2 separate regions of the Mus musculus genome follow, and region 2 is linked to region 1. The links are chromatin contacts, called in public HiChIP or PLAC-seq maps. All regions are on one chromosome and are shown on one strand. Each heading gives the region's core, a stretch centred on a gene start, on an enhancer-like site or on the middle of the called end of the contact. The rest is flanking DNA. Distances are from core to core; before and after follow the strand shown. Region 1 has its middle 81 kb from the start of Gm36631. Region 2 overlaps Gm36631 (a long non-coding RNA gene).

Region 1 (6,268 bases), core at 2,044-4,543:
AATTTTACACTTTGTCTATTTGATTGTCTGTGATGCCATTTATGTTTTTATGTGGTGATATTTTTATCATTTTCTCTTTCAGTTGTCATTTTTATCCACAGAACCTGTAACTGATTATCTGTGCTATTTTCTCACTTGACAACTAAAATATTGACAATAAACATCTCAGTCATTGCTTACAGCTTGGAAAAATGTGATGAAACACATTTATCACAAGTAAGTTTGGAAACAGATGTACTTCTAAAGAACCAGTGTTTACAGTACCAGTTTAGGGCTCATAGAAGACATGGGTTGTCTCACCTTCACACTCGGCTCCTCTGGCAGAACATGTATTTGAAGTCTTGAAATGCCTCTGCTCAACCTTAAGTCCAGAGACCTCTTCTTCTGACCCTGAGATAATCAGTGTGATTCCCAAATTGTATCAAGACCATGGCCTTGTGTTTACAGACCATAACATTCACTGAACTGCATTGTCAGACACTTGCTTTGAGATAGTTATTGTCCCTGCTATGTGCCTTTTAGGAATCTGACAACTTGGTAGAATACATTTGATATCCGTCTTCACGGTTGTGATGGTTAACCTTTACTGTAAATTCAAGTAGACCAAGAAAGCTCTAGAGAGTCATTAAAATACATCTCTGGCCTTGTCACTTTGAGTTCAGCATTTTCTCAACTAATGATTGATGGAGGAGGGCCAGTTCCCTGTGAATGGTGCTGTCTCTAGGCTGGTGGTCCCGAGTTCTATAAGAAAGCAGGCTCACCAAGCCATGGGGAACAAGCCAGTAATCAGTATCCCTCCATGGCCTCTACATCATCACCTGCCTCCAGGTTCCTGCCCTGAATGAGTCCTTGTCCTCACTGCTTTTGATAGTGAACTGTTGAATGGATCTGTGAGTAAAATAAACCATTTCCTCCCCAAGTTGCTTTCGACCATGGTGTTTCATCATAGCAATTGTAACCTTAACTAAGGCTATAAGCTCACCCGAAGAGCTGGCTGATGGGTAAGCAGTGGTCAAGTGTAGAGTTCTTCTGTGAGGACAAGATAGGAATAAAAATTGGTTCCTTGTTGTTTGGATCAACCAACATGGTGGTATGACTTACCAGGAACAGGTGACACAGGACAGCTTGTGCTGAGAGGTAGGTAAAATGTCTCAGTTTGAACTAGCATTGATTTGGAAAAGCACTTCAGAGATAATGTTTGTGACACTCTTCTCAGTAAGAGATCTGTCTTTAAAGTTCAGATAGGATAGAATGATTATGATACACAGAAAGAAAACAGTATAATATTTAAAGAAGAAAGGTGTGGTCCGGTGCAATCACTTTTACCTTAGTGCTTTTGTATACTTTTCTCCAGTGCATAGACCTCTCTTCTTACTCCATTCCTCTGTATCTTTTACATTGTGCAGTGTACCTTATTTTCTTTGGTGACATAGCATCCAGTATCTACCCTGGCATGTTATTCTACAAAGTCATTGGTTAAATTAATAAATGAATAAACTTAAAATGAACCCACAAAATGAGGTCTTCCAATGTTTAGATTATCTTTTTTTTCCCCTAGGTACATGTAAGTTAATTTAAGGTGAGCAGGAAACATTTCCCCTTGTTGATACCTATTGTGGGATTCTGAAAGTCTGGAGACTTCATACTTTTCATTGAGTCCTTTAATGGACTTCCATCTGCTGAGACCTGATGAGCATAGCTGGGCCTCTGGCACACACCTAATCTCTAAATGGTAAAGTGGCCTATGATTCAGTTTTCAGTCAGCTAAGTGGTTGCCTTCAGAGAATGGAAGGAATCCCAAAGAGGATGTGGCACTCTCTGCATAAATCACCCATGAACCAATGAATGCCTCTTGAGAACTTTTGCAAACTTATTCAGCATGTGTCAAGAGCATCTTTGGATTTTTCTTCTCTCTAGCCACACTATTTTTGCTACCTCTTTTGACTTGTTTGCTGCTCTTACATTCTTCCCAAATAGCCACTTGTGCTATGAAGACAGTGGCATGGTATGTATATTAGGCATCCAGGAAATCAAATTCTATCTTTATTGCTGTGGTTCTGAATATGCTCTCTAACCCCTCAGAGCCTGTTTTTTATCTGTTAACAATTATACTAAGGATGTTTTGGTTGCAGGATCATTGTGAAAAGCCATGGGATAACATAAGTGATTGGTCTGTCTCATTGTCTGCCACTCACTCATTCTTCATGCACTGGTGCATGAATGAGTATTCTGTGTCAGGAGCAGTCCTGGGAATTATGGATTGTAAAGACAAGAGATGACATAGAAGGCCTGCTAGCTCTCTTTTGAAAGGCTAGCTGACATGATTGTTTGTTGGCTGGCACCTGAGAATTTGAATTTCAGAAGCCTCTCAACCGTTTTCTAATGGCACAGTGTCTGAATTGTCGGAGCACACAATGTGGCTCATGCAGAACACTTCCTTTCATTTGCGGCGTCTGGGACTTTGCTATATGCTTGGCACAAAGTATCTGTATGGCCAGCGTCTGCCTGCCAAATCCTCGAGCACCGAGTTTCATGAGTGTGCCTGACATTTCATAGGTGTCACCACACTTTGCTGTAGGAATTAAGTTTCTCTTGTGTGGCTTCACTGGAAGAGAGCCCTGAGAAGCTTCCCCCTGTCTCATCCAGGTTTTGCTTTATGTGCATTTTGCCCTCTATTGATTTTGCTTTGTGTGGCTTGGCCGAATACATTGTAGATGTGGGTGTGACAATTTCCTCAATTCTGTGAATCCTAGTGAATCACAAAACCTTGGAGGGGCTGCTTTTGAGTCTTCTAATGTGTGGTTATAGATTTCAATATAGACATTTCCTTTTCCATTCACAAAGTTCACACTAGTTAGAAGGCCTTCTATATAAGCAGGAAATTACAATCTAGTGAGTGGAGTTTTATGACCTTGAGTAGCACACAGTAGGATCATTTGTCCCAGCTCTGGTAAGGAGAAACAGAAAGAGTTTTTCAAAGACATGGGTATTTTCCATTTAATTTTAATGACTTTATGCTTAATTGCTTATCATATGTGTTCTGTCTCAAACTACTCTAGGTTGTATATTATAGTCTCAACAGTGACCCACAAAGTCCTTTTACTTAAGGAAAGCTAGGCTGTTGATAAGTTGTCCTTTGTAGAAATCATGATACTAGTTGACAACTATGAGTATGTGAGGAAGTTATTTTGCATTTAGGACTGAAATCAGGTAAAGTGGTTGTGTGGGAGGTAGAGTTTAAGTGTGCTCATATTTAACCACAACAGGAAAACCACTAAGACGAAGCAGCATGAGCAAAGTTCCAGTGCCAAGCAAAGAGTGGCACCGGTCCACGTGGGGTTTTTGGCATGTGTTCTGTATAACCCGAGAAAGACAGTCTCTGCCTATGGTCCTTTGAAATGTATACAGTAGCCACTGAACCAGTCCTCTCACAAGCTGCATCTTAGTCATCTGTAATTTCTGTGATCCAGCTTCCTATTAACATTTTGATTTTTATTCTTTAAGGCTTACCTTCAACTTGAATAGCCTTCTGCTGATGCAGATTTGTCCTTGCCTGGGACACCTCTTCTAGAAGCCAGGCAGCCTTATCTTTGGAAATCTTCTCTGGTTATTTATCAACAGTATTTTCTGAAGTATAATTAATGGAAAATGCTAGTTCTTCAACATGTTGAGCAATGAAGGGTTACATGGCCAAACACTGGGAACTAGTGGCTTGCAATCTCTGTCAGTCACTAAGAAATCCAAGAACATTGTCAATGAAAACACCTTTGTATAACCTGAAATTATAAATATGTATTTGTCCACAGTAACAGTTCTTTTCCACCAAGAAGTGCATGGCCTTTTCTCTTATGGACCATAGCTGTTTACTTAGAAATGTGTATATATTTCAATTGTATTCTTATTCTGCTAACCAGAGATCTTACTGTATTAGTCACATCCAATGTCATGAATTCCTACATTTGATTAAAATTAACACATTGAAATATTTTGCTTAAACTAAGTGTCATTCTTATGTTAAATAACAACATTAGAGAATTAACTAATGGCATTTAATATTCCTTTGGAAAAAATTCCCATAATTAAGATTAGGATCTAAAAAGTAAAACATATATTTCTTAGAGTCCTCTTGCTCTTATTTTAATTAAAAAAAGACAACATAAATTTCAAGATAATCACATTATTCACTCAGAATATGATGATCAAACTTCTTCACAAATGTGTACAGCCCATTCTTAAAATTAATACTATGCACAGAATACAATACATACTTTGTAAATATGAAAAGATAAAAATACCAAGAAAGCATTCGTTTATTGAAGCCATACTAAGAGATGAATAGCAAATTAACATCATACTCATAATAAAACCTAACGCCTTGATTATGAGAGAATTATGGAACCAATACCTCATACTTTTCAGAAAGACAAGCAATTTTTTGAACTTTTATGAGTTTAGTATAACAATATAATATGGGGAGTTGCTCACATGGTGCTTAGAGGAAGATGGGTTTCATTAGATGTTTGTTTTTTCATGAAGGAAAGGTAATACATAATGAATTGTGCTTACACCTCCTGTCTTTATGTAGGGGCAGTGCCAGAAGGCAGAAACAGTGGGTGGATGAATAATAAGCCTACAAGCTAAAATGAACCTCTGGAAAAAAGCTGATAAAGTATATAGATGATTAAAAAAAATAAAAGTTGCAACTGTGTGCTGAACTCTAAAAGGAGGAGGAAACAGAATCATTAGCTTAAGGATGGGATGGAAAGCCTGGCAAGCAATGGAAAAGACTCGGAAGTATGAAGAGAAAGAGTGGTTTCTATTGTATGCTAATAAATCAGATAAATCAGAATGAGCATGAATGTCTCCCTGCAAAATTATAAACCATAAAATCTCATGCAAGATTAAGTAGGAAACATGAATAAATCAATCCCAGAGAATAACATACAAGAAGTCATTGAATTATTACCAAGCAACCAACAAAGCCGATGGATATTTAGCCATAGTAGATTAATATAAAAGTCCAAGGGCCAGAGCAGTGCTAATAATGATTTTATACTGTGTACTATGGTTGATTAATTGGCTGTCTCTGCTGCCACCACTCTCTCCTCTCCTTCTGCCTCCTACTCTGGTCCATTCTCCAGCTGTTCCCCCTTTTCTCTTTCTTCACTCTCTCCCCCTCTTACATACATACACACACACACACACACACACACACACACACACACACACACACACCTCTGCATACATAAGTTCTAAACCATTTACTAATTATATATGGGGCTATTGGGATATTAGTAAAATCACATTATAGCTGATAAATAGGTTCATGAAAGTTCAGCGACTTGCCTTAATAACATAGCAAATAAATGAAGGAGCTAACATCTGAGTCCAGAGATCTGAGAATAAAAACTTCAGTTTTTTTCCTATGCCATATTTTTCTATGAGAAAAAAAATCTTAGAAATTATTTTTAGGTATTTCACTGCTACTAATGTATCCAATTCCTAATCTATACTTTGAGAAAATATTACATCAATATTAAGATCAGGAAAAAAAAGAAGAAAGAAACATAGAAGCTAACCACATTTCTGGATTTCTGTCATTATTTATTGACAATTATAAATAAAAATTAATAGCACTTAAAATTTCATCTGTGCTAGGCATGGTGGTAAATGTCATTTAATTTTAACACTTGCGAACTAGAAGAGAAAGGATCACAAAGTCAGGGCCAGTCTGGGCTATACACTAAGCACCATGCTAGCCTAGGGTGTGCTGAGACAAAAATGAAAATAAAAAGCCACCAGGTAGAAATTTAACTCAGGAGTACAAGATGATAAAATGAAAATGAGAATTGGAATCACAGTATAAAAACATACTCAGAGTACTTTGTGGACAGTTGGATGTGGCATTGAACCCAATACCCAAGGTCCACATAAAAACTAGTTGTGGCTGTGTATACCTGTAACTCAAGTGCTGAAGAGATGAAGACAGAATAATCTCTGGAATTTCCTGGGCAGTTTGTCTAACTGTATCAGTGAACTCAATAGCCACTATCAAAAAAATAAGGCAGAGGGCTGAGCAGTGGTGGTGCATACCTTTAATCCCAGCACTTGGGAAACAGAGGCTGGTGGATCTCTCTGAGTTTTAGGCCAGTCTGGTCCACATCGCAAGTTCCAAGACAACCATGGCTACACAGAGAAACCCTATTTAGAAAAACCTAAATTAATCAATCAACCAATCAATCAATTAATAATAAAATGTAGAAAGTGG
Region 2 (6,268 bases), core at 1,700-4,199, 85 kb before region 1:
TTCTGGCCATTGTTACAGGTCATAGGTATCACAGATGGATAGGGCTCCTGATTGCTTCCTTCCCTTGTCAGTGAATCTAATATTTTCTTGTACTATAAAAGCTACCTGGAGGAAGGAAGTTTTCATGTTAGATCTAGTTCAAATGATCTGAGTCCCGTGTCCTAAGTGTGTGATTTCTTCAGTAATAAGGACTTTGCCTCAATCTCTGAGAGGTGACAAAGAGCAACAACAGTGGCCTATCTTTTTCTGAGAGTCATTTGAATTACCCTGATCATCCACTCAAATGGAGGTTTCTCATGCCTTGATACTAAAGTTTTTGTTCCATAATCTATGGCTATTCTGGAGAGCATTGTCAGCCAAAGGCATAACTTAATTTTGGGTGTGTGTGTGAGAGAGAGAGAGAGGGGGGGGTGGAATTTAGGTAAATATAAGGTAATACAATTACTTTGTTGGGGCTTTGTCAAACATCCTTGTTATTTGTTCTGCCTTCCTCCCTAATTTGTGGGTTATTTATGTTTTTAAAAGATGACATGAAGGTATGGAGCTGAAGGTGTGGAGCTGAGGGGTAAATATATAAAAATAGAGCAGGAGGAATGGGGTGAATAACATGAAAATATATTGCATGAAATTCTCAAGGAATTGATAAAAAATATTACATTAAAATTTTAAGCTGGGTATGGTCGTGCCCAGTTTTAATTCTTGCATGTGGGACACAGAAGCAGGCAGATTGTTGTCAGTTTGAAGACAGCCTGATTGACATAAGTTAATTCCAGACCAGCCAGGGCTACATACTGATACATTGTCCAAAAAAAAATTAAATTAAAAAAAGACTAATGGCTTCATCAGTCTAACAAGACTCGATTCTAGAAATCATTGTTTGAGAGTTTTGTATACAAATAGGGTATATTTTAATCCAGTTCATCTCTAAGTGCATCCATTCTGAGGACTCTCACCACCCCTCCCACTTACCACTTTTCCTTCCCAACTTCATGAACTCTGTTTTAAAAAGATTTATTTCTTTTTCTTTTATGTGTATGAGTGTTTTGTGTGTATGTCTGACTGGGAACCATGTGCATGAAGTGCCTGCAGAGGCCAGAAAAGGCTATTGGATCCTCTGGGACTAGAATTAGCTACCATGTAGGTGCTGGAACTGAATCTCCATCTTCTGCATGAACAACAAGTGTTAGAGCTGAGCCATCTTCCAATACATTCATTTACCCTTTTTTTTTCTTTTAAAACCCATTCAATCCAACTAATGCTACCAATATGTACATAGTTTTAGGGCCATCTTCTGACACATGGGCACTGCCAGGGGGCATATTACATGAAGCTTGACTCTGTCTCTTAGCAGCCAGCAGTTTCTAATTGTTCTTCAGCTATGGGTATGAACTTTGTGAACCCCTCTCCCACGCACTGCTGCTCTAATCAATTCTGGAACTTTTACTGGAATAATTGGGAAAGAGGTTTCTTCCCACTAAATATATATTTATTAAATTATCAGGGCCATGCTCATCTTTGTAGAAGAACCAGCTGTGCTATTAAAGTTTGGGTTTTCTCACTTACAATCAAAAATCCTAAAAATATGTTTTGAGATAGAAAGCCCTTACTTCTTCCTCATCAACCATTAATTCTCTAAAAGCAACCTCTTTGTAAGGTTACCCTAAGTGCAGGGGCAGGTCATGGCCTGAAGGACTTAAGCTGCTTTGACACTGGTTTGCTGTCTTTACTCCTCCTCTTCCTCCTTCATTGAATTCTTCCAATAAAACTTCTGCTTTACTCCTGTGTGAATCCCCTTAACCTGGTGCTTCTATCACTAGCATTGCCAATGCTGTTGCTGATCCAGGCTTCTGGAATGAAGGGACACTATTTCCTTTGTAAATTTCATTTTCCCAGATGACAATCTCTTTGTCTATCCAGGGCACTTCCTTTGATTAAATTACTTTGGACTAAATATCATATGGCTTTTAAAAGACTAGAGTCCATGATTTATTATACTTGGCACTTTGTAATTTCACACACAGACACACTGTGTATGCACACACACACACACACACACACACACACACTATATGTGTGTCAGCAAATGAGTAAAAGTTATTTAGATAGCTTCATATAGAATTTAAAGAGCTATAGAAAAATGCTACTATTTCCTGTGTTTAATTATGATGAATAGTATCTTTCATTGTCTTCTTGGTATGTCCTTTCTTTGTGTCATGGCATATACTAGTGCTATAGTCACTGAAAAGTGAAGAGTGAAAACAGTGAACCAAAAGAACAGTCCCAGATGCACATGGATGAAATAGCTTGCTGAGTGACTTAGACATGGTACTTCATTTTTCATTCTTTAGCCCACATAGGTGTCACCTCTTTCATTTCCTGTCTTTATCACATGGCTTTATAAAGAACAAATGAATTCATGCTTGGAAAGTACATCACAAGGCTCTCCCAGAACAAATAGGAAATGGTAGTGACCTGTGGTTGTTCTTAGGACTGTCAGACTGATGCAAGCTTCTTGTCGCTGTCACCGTGCTTAAGGGGTGAACTCATTCCTCAAAAAAAAAAAAAAAAAAAAAAAAAAAAAAAAAAAAAAAAATCAAGAAGCGAGTTGGAACTCATTCCACAAGAAACTCCTCAAGAATAGAGCTCACAGAAAACCCAGATACCAGACACGGGCAACAAGAAAAGCAACAAAGAATGGAGCACTGTGACTCCCCTGCTTGCTTGTTTACTTGGCCTAAAGATTATAGTCCTGCTCAACAAGAACTGAATATCTACCAGATGCCAAACTAATCTCATTATCTTTCTTCTCTTTCTAAGTATATTTCTCCTAGCGTCTATCTCTGCAGTTAAGCTACTGTGACCAGAATCCTACTAATCAGCCCTGACTTCTTCACTTGTCATATTTATTCTATCACCTTGATTTAGTTTGCATATGAAATCGTCCCCCTACTGGCTTATGTGATGAATTCTTGGTGTTATTTCAGGTGGCCACAGAAGCTTCATGAGTAACTAGTGTACTAGGTGATAGGTATTTTGGACTATCACAGTCCCTTTTCTTACCTCTGTCTCTCTGCTTTAATGTGAACCACTCCCCTCTGTCACATGGTCCTGATACCTTGATCTTCCCAGTCAAGTGTGTCTATGCAAGCATTGACTGAAGTCTCTGAAACTGGGAATGAAGACATATCATTTTTGTCTCATAAGTTGTTCCTACTGAGTATTTGTTCACAGAGGTGATAAAAGTATTGATAAATACATCAGCTTTTGCAGACTACTATTGTTCTTTTTTTACTGATTTGTGTGTGTGTGTATACATGTGAGTGCAGGTACCCATAGAAGCCAGAAGAAAATACAGATTTCCTGGAGCTAGAGACATATTCATCATGACCTGCCCAACGTGAATACTGGGAAGCAATCTCCAGTCTTTTGAAAGAGTAGCAAGCACTCTTGGCTGCTAAACCATCACTCCAGCACCTCAAATGCCCTGTTAAGTTTGATTCAATTTTCTGTAATAGGTGGCCAGTTAGGCCCTTACTTCTGTTCCTAAATCTACCAGTGCAGTTCCATAATATTGCCAGCAATATGTTTCAAAATGCAAATCTTAACATTCACACCTCCAGCTTAGAACACTTAAATGACTTGCAGTTGCTTCAGGGGATAATGTTCTAATTCCTTAATGTGACCCATAAGGCCATGTGTAGTCTGTTCCCTCTCTGTCCTTATAACATAATGTCAGGCTGTGTTCTCAGCTCTGTGTATTGTAATCACATTAACTTTTTTTCCATATCTTTTCCGATTTCAGAGCCTTACGTTTACTTGAGAGACATCTCCAAACCCTCACTCCTCTGTGATCAAATTCCTGTCATTTCTATCCTCAATTTCTCTTCCTATCATTTTATTTAGAGACTCTTTTTGTACGAATGATCAGATTAAGGATCCCTCCCTCTCCTTCTCCCCCTCCCCCTCCCTCTCCCCCTCCCTCCTGCTCTCCCTCTTTCCTATGTCTACCCCTCTGCCTCCCCCTCTGCCTCTCCATCTCCCTCTCTCTCATCTCCTTAACAGTCCCTTAGAGATCCTTTTCAGCATTTTAAAAGTGGAATCAAATGAAATGCTCACTTAGCTGATACTTTCCACCCACAGCCCTCCCCATCTCAAGTCTCACCTTAGTTTTCCCTTGTCTGAGTTTGTGGGTTTGGGTTATGGTGTAGTAGGGGCTTGGCACAGAACTGGGGTACACTGACCTAATTAAATCTTACTAGGTGACTAAAGCATACAACTTCTATTCCCTCTGCTACTGTAGCTCTGAAGCTGAGGGAGAGTACCATAGAAATCTATTGAACCCAAAGAATACATTCTTTGCCTTGGGTCTTCTACTTCTATCCCAATTCAGGCCATTACTATCTCTCTTATACAGCTGCCATTTAGCAAGTATACTGTGCCCACTAGAGCCAGCGCTTTCATCCCACTACCATACTTATGCTTATGCTGTTCATCCCACTCAGAATGCCCTTTTCTGGTATGGCATCCCATTTTCACTCATTTCTGAAGACATGTCTTACCCGATAACCTTTGATTTTACTCAAATGTTATTTGTTTCATTCTGATCTCCACTTACAGTTTTTCAATACTTACTTCTGTTTTCTCAGTACTTTGGATTCCATAGTTTAGCTATAGATGGATATGCTATCTCCACAACCAGCTTGTATTAGGACAGTATTTGTAAAAGGCTATCATTATAACCATATGGTGCTCTATAAGGTGTTTGCTACATCAAAGTGACTATTTGTGGGGTGAATATTTTCTCCAAAATTTATCCTGAATCTTAGTTTCATCACACTCTTAGGTACTAGAGGGTAGAATTTCAACACAGGAGATATATGTGTGCACACATGCACATGTGTGCATGTGTGTACATATGGGATGGAATGAATACAAAGAACAACATGTGTAGGAACTCAGTGGCTTCTTTTTTGATTGTTGATATTGCCAGTTTACCATGTGGTTTTGGGCGGTCACTTGCAGTCTCTAAGACTCAGTTTCCCTGCCTTAGAGTCTAAAGCCACTTCCAGTCCATCAAATATTAATCACTTGGTAAGTTCATGATATTGAGAGAAATGATACCAGATCCCACATCAGTCAAGGCTACTCCTATAATTATTTTGTCAGGGTGCTAGCTGACATTTGTTTGTACCCATACCACCAATTTTGTCATCTTAGGTTCCCTAACTGTTGTAGCTCACAGCCAATGATTGTTCATAAAATGTTACAGGAAATGGAAAAATCTTTGAGAGTAGGTACAATATGGTTTCTCTTCTTAAAAGCCACAACAAGGTGGGTAGAGGAATGTGTCAGTGGTCAGTGGCTAAGAACAGGTACTGAAGAGACCCTACTTTAGTTCCTAGCATTCGTGTCTGGGGCCTCACAACTGCCTGTAACTGTAGCTCTAGGAGATCCAATGCACTCTTTTAGCCTCTGAGGACACTGAATGCAGATGTACAAACTATGTTCTCACATGCATACACATACTTATAAATAGAAATGAGTCTTGGAGCAAGAAAGATGCCAAAGTGGTTAAGAGTGCTTTTTGCTCTCCTATAGGACCTAAGTATAATTCCCCAAACAGAAATGACAGTTCACAACTGTCTGTGACTCTATTTTCTGAGGAGCTGACACCCTCTTCTAGCCTTTGCAGGCACCAGGCATGCATATGGTAGAGAGACACAAGCACACATAAAACAAACAAAATATGTAATTTTTAAAAATAAACAAAGATATAAATCTATTAAGGAAAATTTCAAGTACATGAAAAATTAAAGAGCAAAGTACAAAACACTTGTGTTTATTATTGGGAAACAGCAGTCATTGACTGAAGGGGCACTTCTGTTTCATGTGTTCATTTATCTATTCCCTTCAATCTCAGCAATCATATCATTTCACCTATAACTACTGGGTCTGTGTCTTTAAATGGTAAAATAATTTTAACATGGTAGTTTTATCACATCTAAAAATTAATAGTTCCTTCACTATTAAATAAATAGCAACAGTAAAATTATCCCTTTTATTTCATATATATGCTCTTGCATTTGGTGTGGTTGATTCATGAGCCAAACAGGATCCACACATTGTAGGTATCTGATCCATTTCCCAAGTCTTTTATAATTAAGGATTTCTCCATTTCTATTCTGTTTCCTTGGCATTTATTTGTTTAAAGCACTGGACAGGTTAACATACTCAGTTACGGGTGAGAAGCCCAAAAGGATCATCAGAT

The links. HiChIP or PLAC-seq counts read pairs in DNA pulled down with a chosen protein or histone mark.
Region 2: a BATF HiChIP or PLAC-seq map of CD8 T cells shows a contact between it and region 1, with 13 read pairs. The contact joins two enhancer-like sites. A contact is called at or near these places in 1 of 15 datasets of contacts at CTCF or cohesin (CD8 T cells), 16 of 484 Hi-C or Micro-C datasets (CD4 T cells, CD8 T cells, Th17 cells and 6 more) and 1 of 115 datasets of contacts at active chromatin or transcription factors (CD8 T cells).

What each region holds. Positions count from the first base shown.
Region 1 is chrX:59,505,501-59,511,768 of GRCm38.p6, reverse strand. It overlaps a transcript of Fgf13 not described here. Among named protein-coding and RNA genes, the nearest start is that of Gm36631, 81 kb to the left of the region's middle. Within about 2 kb of position 3,293, at least 8 of the 459 cell types and tissues checked have an H3K27ac peak or open chromatin away from gene starts, as enhancers often do. A contact at or near this core is called in CD8 T cells, where this site is marked.
Region 2 is chrX:59,589,817-59,596,084 of GRCm38.p6, reverse strand. The region is part of intron 1 of Gm36631 (a long non-coding RNA gene); the gene reads right to left. Among named protein-coding and RNA genes, the nearest start is that of Gm36631, 3.7 kb to the right of the region's middle. Within about 2 kb of position 2,949, at least 2 of the 459 cell types and tissues checked have an H3K27ac peak or open chromatin away from gene starts, as enhancers often do. A contact at or near this core is called in CD8 T cells, where this site is marked.